Linked DNA regions of Anas platyrhynchos: region 1 is linked to region 2. Evidence: chromatin contacts called from public Hi-C data. All regions are on one chromosome and are shown on one strand. The core of a region is the stretch at or near the end of the contact, and the rest is flanking DNA. Distances in the headings are between cores, read along the strand shown. Region 1 holds the start of FGD3 (FYVE, RhoGEF and PH domain containing 3). Region 2 overlaps FGD3 (FYVE, RhoGEF and PH domain containing 3).

What was found. A called contact is a pair of places that touch in the nucleus more often than the background predicts.
Region 1: a Hi-C map of F1 follicle shows a contact between it and region 2, with 2.3 times the contacts expected there. The contact joins the promoter of FGD3 here to the enhancer-like site in region 2. A contact is called at or near these places in 3 of 8 Hi-C or Micro-C datasets (F1 follicle, liver and skeletal muscle).

The regions. Positions count from the first base shown.
Region 1 is chr13:20,279,958-20,283,582 of IASCAAS_PekinDuck_T2T, forward strand. FGD3 (FYVE, RhoGEF and PH domain containing 3) reads right to left here and starts at 1,751. Exons shown (of 19, transcript XM_027467624.3): 1 at 1,368-1,751. The coding sequence starts at 1,503.
Region 2 is chr13:20,208,944-20,212,431 of IASCAAS_PekinDuck_T2T, forward strand. FGD3 (FYVE, RhoGEF and PH domain containing 3) reads right to left here. Exons shown (of 19, transcript XM_027467624.3): 5 at 483-572. Among named protein-coding and RNA genes, the nearest start is that of SUSD3, 42 kb to the left of the region's middle. Within about 2 kb of position 1,733, at least 4 of the 8 cell types and tissues checked have an H3K27ac peak or open chromatin away from gene starts, as enhancers often do. A contact at or near this core is called in F1 follicle, where this site is marked.

The DNA.
Region 1 (3,625 bases), core at 501-3,000, 71 kb after region 2:
CGGTAAATCTCAGCAGGTCTGCAACTCACTGTGATCTTTCTTGGGTTGATCCAGCCTTTACCTGCCCAAGAAGTAGGGCAGAAGAGAAACTGCATTTGTACAACACAAGGATTTATTTCTTCAAAAGAAGGAACTCATTTAAATTCAATTTTATTTTTATCATTTTCCTCCAGCTTTATTAAGCTAAGGAGATATACGAACAAACCCAGTTTGCTTAGTATGACTTTATAAATACGGTTCTGCTAGCTCGAATATCATCTGTATAAGTAAAGCATTCTAATTTCTAATGGTGTGAAAGCTGGCTTACTAGTACAAATGTACATCTTAAAGAATGTAAAAAAATATTTTTATCAGTGTGTTCGTCACCAGATGTATTCCGTTTACATTCTGTACGCCTCTCCGCGTGGACAACAAACCCAATTCTGGCCATTAACAATTGCCAATAGTCCCTTTCAGTCCTTGGTGCTGCTGTGTTTCAGGCACTGCAAGAAGCGCTAGCCCCCAGTTCTGTTACATTGTAGAGCCATTTTCCTTTGTGCTAAAATTCCCCAAAGCTCGCACAGGAACCAAGGTAGAGCTATCCCTTTAACACAGTTTAACCACTCTCAATGCTTGGAATGGAAAATGTGACTTAGGTACTGAGGTTTAAAAAACAGCTACGATGTATGTATGCAGCCAATTTTTAAAACATGAATCTCGTAAGTTTTTTAGGCTTTTTTTTTTTTTTTTTTTTTTGCATGAGAATGTAGAGCTTACAAGAGCCAGCCAGCTAAATGCAACAGACCATTATGGCTCAGAGGTTTCCAATTTGCAACTAGAAATGGTTTACATTATAACTACTAACAGCTCCAAAAGGTATTTAAAAAGGAGAGAGCGGAGAAAAAACTTGGCATTTCACGAGTGCCTAAATATGGATTGGCAGGAAACAAATTTGATCTGTGCCGTTAATAATAGCCTTACCAAAATAAGTGTTTAACAGGACGGGTTTTATGTGGTTTTAGGAGACCTAAAAATACATTTGCGCAGCTCAGGACCGCGTTCCCGCAGAGCCGCGGTCCCCGGGCATTGTCAGCCCGGGACGGGGCTCGGGGCCCTGCCGCCAGCCCCCGGGGCGCCCCAAAACGCGGCCGGAGCCCGGGCTGGAGCCGGGGGCCTCCCGCCAGGGTCTCGCCCCGCGGAGAAGGGCTGCGAGCCGGGCACAGGAGGAGGAGGAGGGAGAAACGGAGAGGCAGAAGGGGAGAGAAAGAAGTTCCCCGCCGGCCCGGGCAGCCCGAGCCCCGCCGAGGACTCAGCAGGCGCGGCGCGGAGCCCGCACGGAGCAGCCCCGCGGGGGCCCGGCCCGGCCCGGCCCGGGGTCGCAGCCTTACCCTCCGGCTCCATCTGCTCCCGCCGCCGCGCTCCGGCGCTCGCCGAGCCGCTGCGAGTCGGGCCGGGCTGCGCGGTTACAAAGGCGGCCGCCGGGCGAGGGGGGTGGGTTTCCTCTCCCTCCCACTGCAGCTGCATCGCGCCGTGAGGCGCCGCCAGCGGGACGAGGCGCCCCTGAAGGCGGCGGAGGCGGGAGGGGCTCCCGCCGCCCGCCTCGGCACGGCGCGGCCCGGGCGGGGCGGGGAGCGGAGGGGAGCGGAGGGGATGGGATCGCCCCGCCGGCCTGGCGCTTCGTGCCCGCAGGCCGCGGCGGGGCGGTGAAGCCCCCTCACGCCTCCCCGCCCCGTCCCGTCCCTCGCGGCCCGGCCGGCGGCGGCGGAGGGGAAGGGAGCGCCCCGGGGCCGGGGGACGGCGCTGCCGGGCTCCGGGCTCCTCAGCAGCGCCGTGGCCGCCTCCCGGAGGCGCGGCTGCCGCCCGGGACCGCGGGCTGCCCCGCTTGATGGGTCTGATCCATCTTGAGGCGGCCCAGGGCGAAGCCCTGCCGCCCTGTTGTTTGGATGACGGAACCATTGAGTTGGAAAAGCCCTCCAAGATCATCTGTTCCAACCACCCCCTACCACCAGTGTCACCCACTGAACCATGTCCCCAAGCGCCACGTCCAACCTTTCCTTGAACACCCCCAGGGACCGGGACGCCACCACCTCCCTGGGCAACCCGTCCCAATGCCTGACTGCTCTTTCTGAGCAGAAATGTCTCCTCATTTCCAACCTCAACCTCCCCTGGCGCAACTTGAGGCCGTTCCCCCTTGTTCTATCACTAGTTATCTGTGAGAAGAGGCCGACCCCCAGCTCCCCACACCTTCCTTTCAGGCAGGTGTAGAGAGCAATAAGGTCTCCCTGAGCCTCCTCCAGACTAAACAACGCCAATTCCCTCAGCTGCTCCTCAGCTTCACAAGGCTCCCAGCTCCCACACCAGCTGTTGCCATCAGTGCCAAAAGCTCTTTGTGCAGCTGCTGAGGGTGGCTATTGGGCATGTAGCAGGGCCAAGCTGAAAGCATCTGTCCCAGGGCCGTGGATGGCTCTCCAAACTGCTGCCCTTTCCCTTACATCTTGAGTGGAAAGCAAAGAGAATATGAGCCCTGTTGTGCAGTCCCCTCAGACAACCAAATGCTGCTCACCTCCCAGAAAGCCACACCAAACCATATGTCGTTTCAGAGCTTCTTGAAAAGGCAGACCAGGACTGACTCATTGCTCTGTGTCTTTGTCAGGGAGAAGAATGTGCCAGGAACTGAAGGGTGATGCTGTCCTTCACAGGCAATGGGGCATTAATGCTGTGCTGATGAAGCATTGCTCTTGTGGTCAGAGTGGCCCTTCTGCAGAGGGTGTGCTACAGCCATGCTAAAACACTGTCTTCAGATGAAGTACATGTTTAAAGGACAGCTTTCTGAGAGGTAAGATCATCAACCACTCATTGCAAGGACTGAATAATACCAAGTAAAACAACCAAATTAAGCTTAAAAACACATATCAAACAATTTATCTCCAAAGAACAAAAATGAGAAAACTGTCTTCCGAAAGGCATTTCCCCTTAGGAAAAAATGCAAAACAGTAAATTCAGAAATTAACTATATTAGGCTTTAGTCTATTTTTCATTACCCAATAATCAATCTTTGCTCCTTATCTTTTCCCTGAGACAACTAACTAGCCATGATGTAGGTCCCATCATGGAAATACGGTTTTGAGTAACTTTAATATTGTGGTGGAGCAGAAGAACGTTATTGTAATGAAATTCATAAAATGGATTTCTTTGGACTAATTATTCCCAAACAAAAAGACTAGCTGTTCTGGAGTAAAGCCATGAATAAGGTCCAGTTAAACCAGACTATGGAGGCCTGAAGGAAATTTATCAGTAAGGAGCCAGCCTGGATTTCTTGATGTTTCTTTTGAAATCACATCTGTAAGATGTATTTCAAGACCAGCCTCAAAGCATTAATATAGGAATTTAACATACAACCAACCCTTCCAGAGATTAAACTCCTTCCTGTATATGAAATTAGTCCTGTCCTTTAGAATAATGAGACAGCTTCTCTCTGAAGTACTTTCATCAGAGCAGATCACAGCTTACCAGTTATTGTTACATGCTTATCATATAGGACTGATGCTCAGCAACAAAAACAGGCTTAAAAATTATTGGAAATTATCCAGGTTCTTTGCTCTAAACAAAATGAAGTCCTTACCATAATGCATAAAGCTAAGACAAA
Region 2 (3,488 bases), core at 483-2,982:
CAAAACATTTTACGTGGGAAGAAGTTTGGATTCATCATCCTAGCTTTACTTTATCCTCGTGTGTAAACATGACAGAAAACAATTACAAATCACAATGGGGAAAAACAAAAATCACTCTGAGCATGGGGCTGACCCTTGTTGCCTGATTTTAGTCTAGTCTATTGTCCTCTGCAGAGCAGTCAGAGATTTCATCATTTTTGGTGCCTTGAGTGTCCCTATGATTTCCTCTCCACATATGCTCAGAGAGGAATCAAATGCTTATAATGTCTGTATCATGGGCCGCTGCTTTCCCATTCCTCTTTTCCTAACCCTCGGGCTCCAGCTCAGAGAACCAGTGGCCAAAAGCTCCCCTCTGGGCCCCACAGCATGCACCCTGGCAAGCCAGCTCCATCTCCCACCACCAAGTCATGTTTTCACACTATCCAGCTTTAGGTCAGAGGCTTAACTGAAGACAAGGCACAGTTCATTCAAAATCGAGTTACCTGGTCCAACAGATGGAGTCTTTTCACATATGCTTCTTCTGTATGGAGCAGTTCATTTGCAATGTTGAATAGCTTTTGGGGCTCTGTACACTGGAAAAAAAAAAGTTACAAATAAGACAATCCATCTCCTCCTACAAACCTAACTTTCACCAACTGTTCCCCTTTCCATTTTCTCAGCGGGCTAAATTCCCTGCCAGTACAGAAGCCTGAAGTGAATGGGGTTAATACATTTCAGAATCCGCTCCGCATTTCTCACTGAAGGATCAGTTTGCTCTAGAGACATTTTTAAAACAGTTTTCTGAAAGTGCAATTAGTAATGTATTTAGCAGCTGCTCAGGATATCATTTTAATTCTTTATGGTTTTCTACAAAGAACCAGAAATACCATCCGGATTTGGAGATATAGCTTATCTATTTGGTAACTAAGGCACTATATTGTAAATCAGCAGGTCTCCCTTTTTAATTCGGGTTCTGTGACTAAAAAAACATAGAAATTAGAAGAGACCTGTTTGGCCAGAGATTTCACTCCCCGGTCAGTGCAGCATTACTCTCTGTGGAATATCTCTAACAGCTTTGTGCAGCTTTAAACACCCACCAATTTCCTGGAAAGAATTCCAGCAACATAACCCAAATCACCCAGCGAAGTCTTTCATTATGCCCGTTATAAAAATAAAATAAGAAAGGACTAGTTCAAAAGCTTGGAGTTCTGAACCAGTAACGCAGCATCACCTTTATTCACAGGTTAGCCAAAAGCTACACAGGCTCCACAGATTCTCAGCTTTCTGGGGGCTTAAAAGTACCTGAATTGGTATGGCACAGACTGCAGCTTTCTGACAAACTCTAGATACCTTTAAGGGTCTAGACTTCAAACTCTGTGCTTATATTATAATCAAAGTGAAAGTAGGTTTCAAAACTCAGGGCTGGTTGGTTTGTGTTCAGGAATGCAAACATTGGAAAGTAGCAGCAAGGTCAAGCAAGTGTAGGGGAATTTTAATGGGCTGGAGCTGGAAAAAAAGAGAAAAAAAAGAAAAAAGAAAAAAAAAAAGATGGAGGCTAGAGAGACATATAAACAGTTAATGCAACAGAGAGCATCAGCTTGCTGCCATTATTCACCACTTCTTCCACAGGAAAACTAATGTGCATCAAAGAGAATGGCCGAGGTGTTGCTTCAGACCAAGAGCCGCCTCCCCGAGCAGCGCAGCAGGAGCCCGTCAGCACACGACACGGCAGCCGGTGAAGGTTCACCCAGGCTCGTGCAAGGACGGGAGGACACATCCAGGGAGTAAGAGTCCAGCTGAAGGCAATCAAGAACAAAGCACTGCTTCCGCCTCAGGAAGCACCTGGGCCCCTGGGCAGCAGCAGGGATTTCTATCCCAGACACCTATCTGCGGGTGCGTGCCAGCACGTTGCACACACACCACCGGCCACCACCAAGCTGTTAGAAAATGTCAGTGAAATGCCCTCCTTAAGCTGCTTCGTTGCCAGCTTGTTTTAATTATAAACAAAGTTGAAAAGAAAATAAAAGAAAAAAAGGGAAAAAACCCACACGCATTTAGGCAAGCTGCAGTGCAAGGGGAAGGCCTTAAAGCCTTTTTCAAAGCTCGCCATAAATCCCAGCAAACCAGACCCTACCTAAAACAAGACACCGCTTAGCATTAAGCATCCTCCGTTGGTGCAAGTATTAAGTGAAGGAAAGCAAAGAGCTTCGCTGGATTTGAACCAGTGTCAGGCTCCTGCAAGGCACTGCTCCTCTTCCCACGCACAGACCTGGGGCCCTGCACGTGCCCCACAAAGGAGCCCGGCCGCGTGCTCGGCCTGCCTGGCTGCTCTAATTATTTCAAGCAAACTTGAATGTTCTTCTAAGCTTTTCTAACGTGCTACGCGACATCCTGCTCCACTCGCTCATGTGCTATATATTAATATTTGGGGAGGAAAAAAATCACAGCACAACAATGCTTTGAAGCTGTTATGGGGAAACACGATGTATGACGGTTTATAATGAAATACACTGCTGGCCATTGGGATTCCGCTAACTACAAGGATCTCTCGCTGAGAAGGAATTTATCTGCCAGTTTAGCTGCGAGCAGAACGGGGCGCCTGAATGGAAGGCACTGATGTCAGCAGGCTGGCATGCCAGCCACGAGAACATCCTCTGATCTGTTTGAATACAGAATTTGGAAAATAATTATTTTCAACCAAATACATTTGTTTTCAAAAGTAAATCTTTACATAGCACAGGCACTTTTTAACCTCCTGACCTTCACCATCTGCAACTCGGTTTATACTTCCAAAAAACTTGCTGACATCTGCTGAAATACCAAACAGCGGCTGAACACAACACGAGCTTGAGCTGAGCAGAACGTTTTAAAGAGAGACCATCTTCAGCCGCTGCTTCTGCCAGGCACAGAGACAGGCATGTTTTTCAGACTAATCTGCACCTTATTCACCTTCCAACGAACATAATGCTTTCTGCAAAATAGTTGATGCAGTGAATGATGCCAGACAGCCTGGTCCTCTGACCCTTCTGCATTGTGTGCCATGGAAGAGCAGCTCTAGCACAGCCTGAGCTGTATGGCAGGGTACCACGGACAAGATATTTCACAGTCCATGCTTCTAAATGGAAATTAAAACAAACGTGCAAATTCAAACACAGATTATATTCCTTAGGTAACAGCCTTATTTAAGTCTCCGTTCACAGCCACTCACACAGCTGCACAGTCTGAGGGGAGGCAAAGGAACCCTACTTGGGGGAAGGAAGCAGGCTTCAGCTGGGTGATGTTGGCAACAACGGTACACAGGAGAAGAAAATCATCAGGAAGAAGACAGGTAACCAAAACTGGCAGAGCCACGGCAGAGCCCACCTCAAAGAAGCTTGGGACAGGGGAATTACCTCAGCAGGGAGCCCTACTAATGCTGAAGCAAACTGAGAGCAGTGAGACCTCACCGCATTTTTGATTTTGCATCAGTTCAAAACAGGTGAGTATCTGAGGCCATCACCATCTCTAGC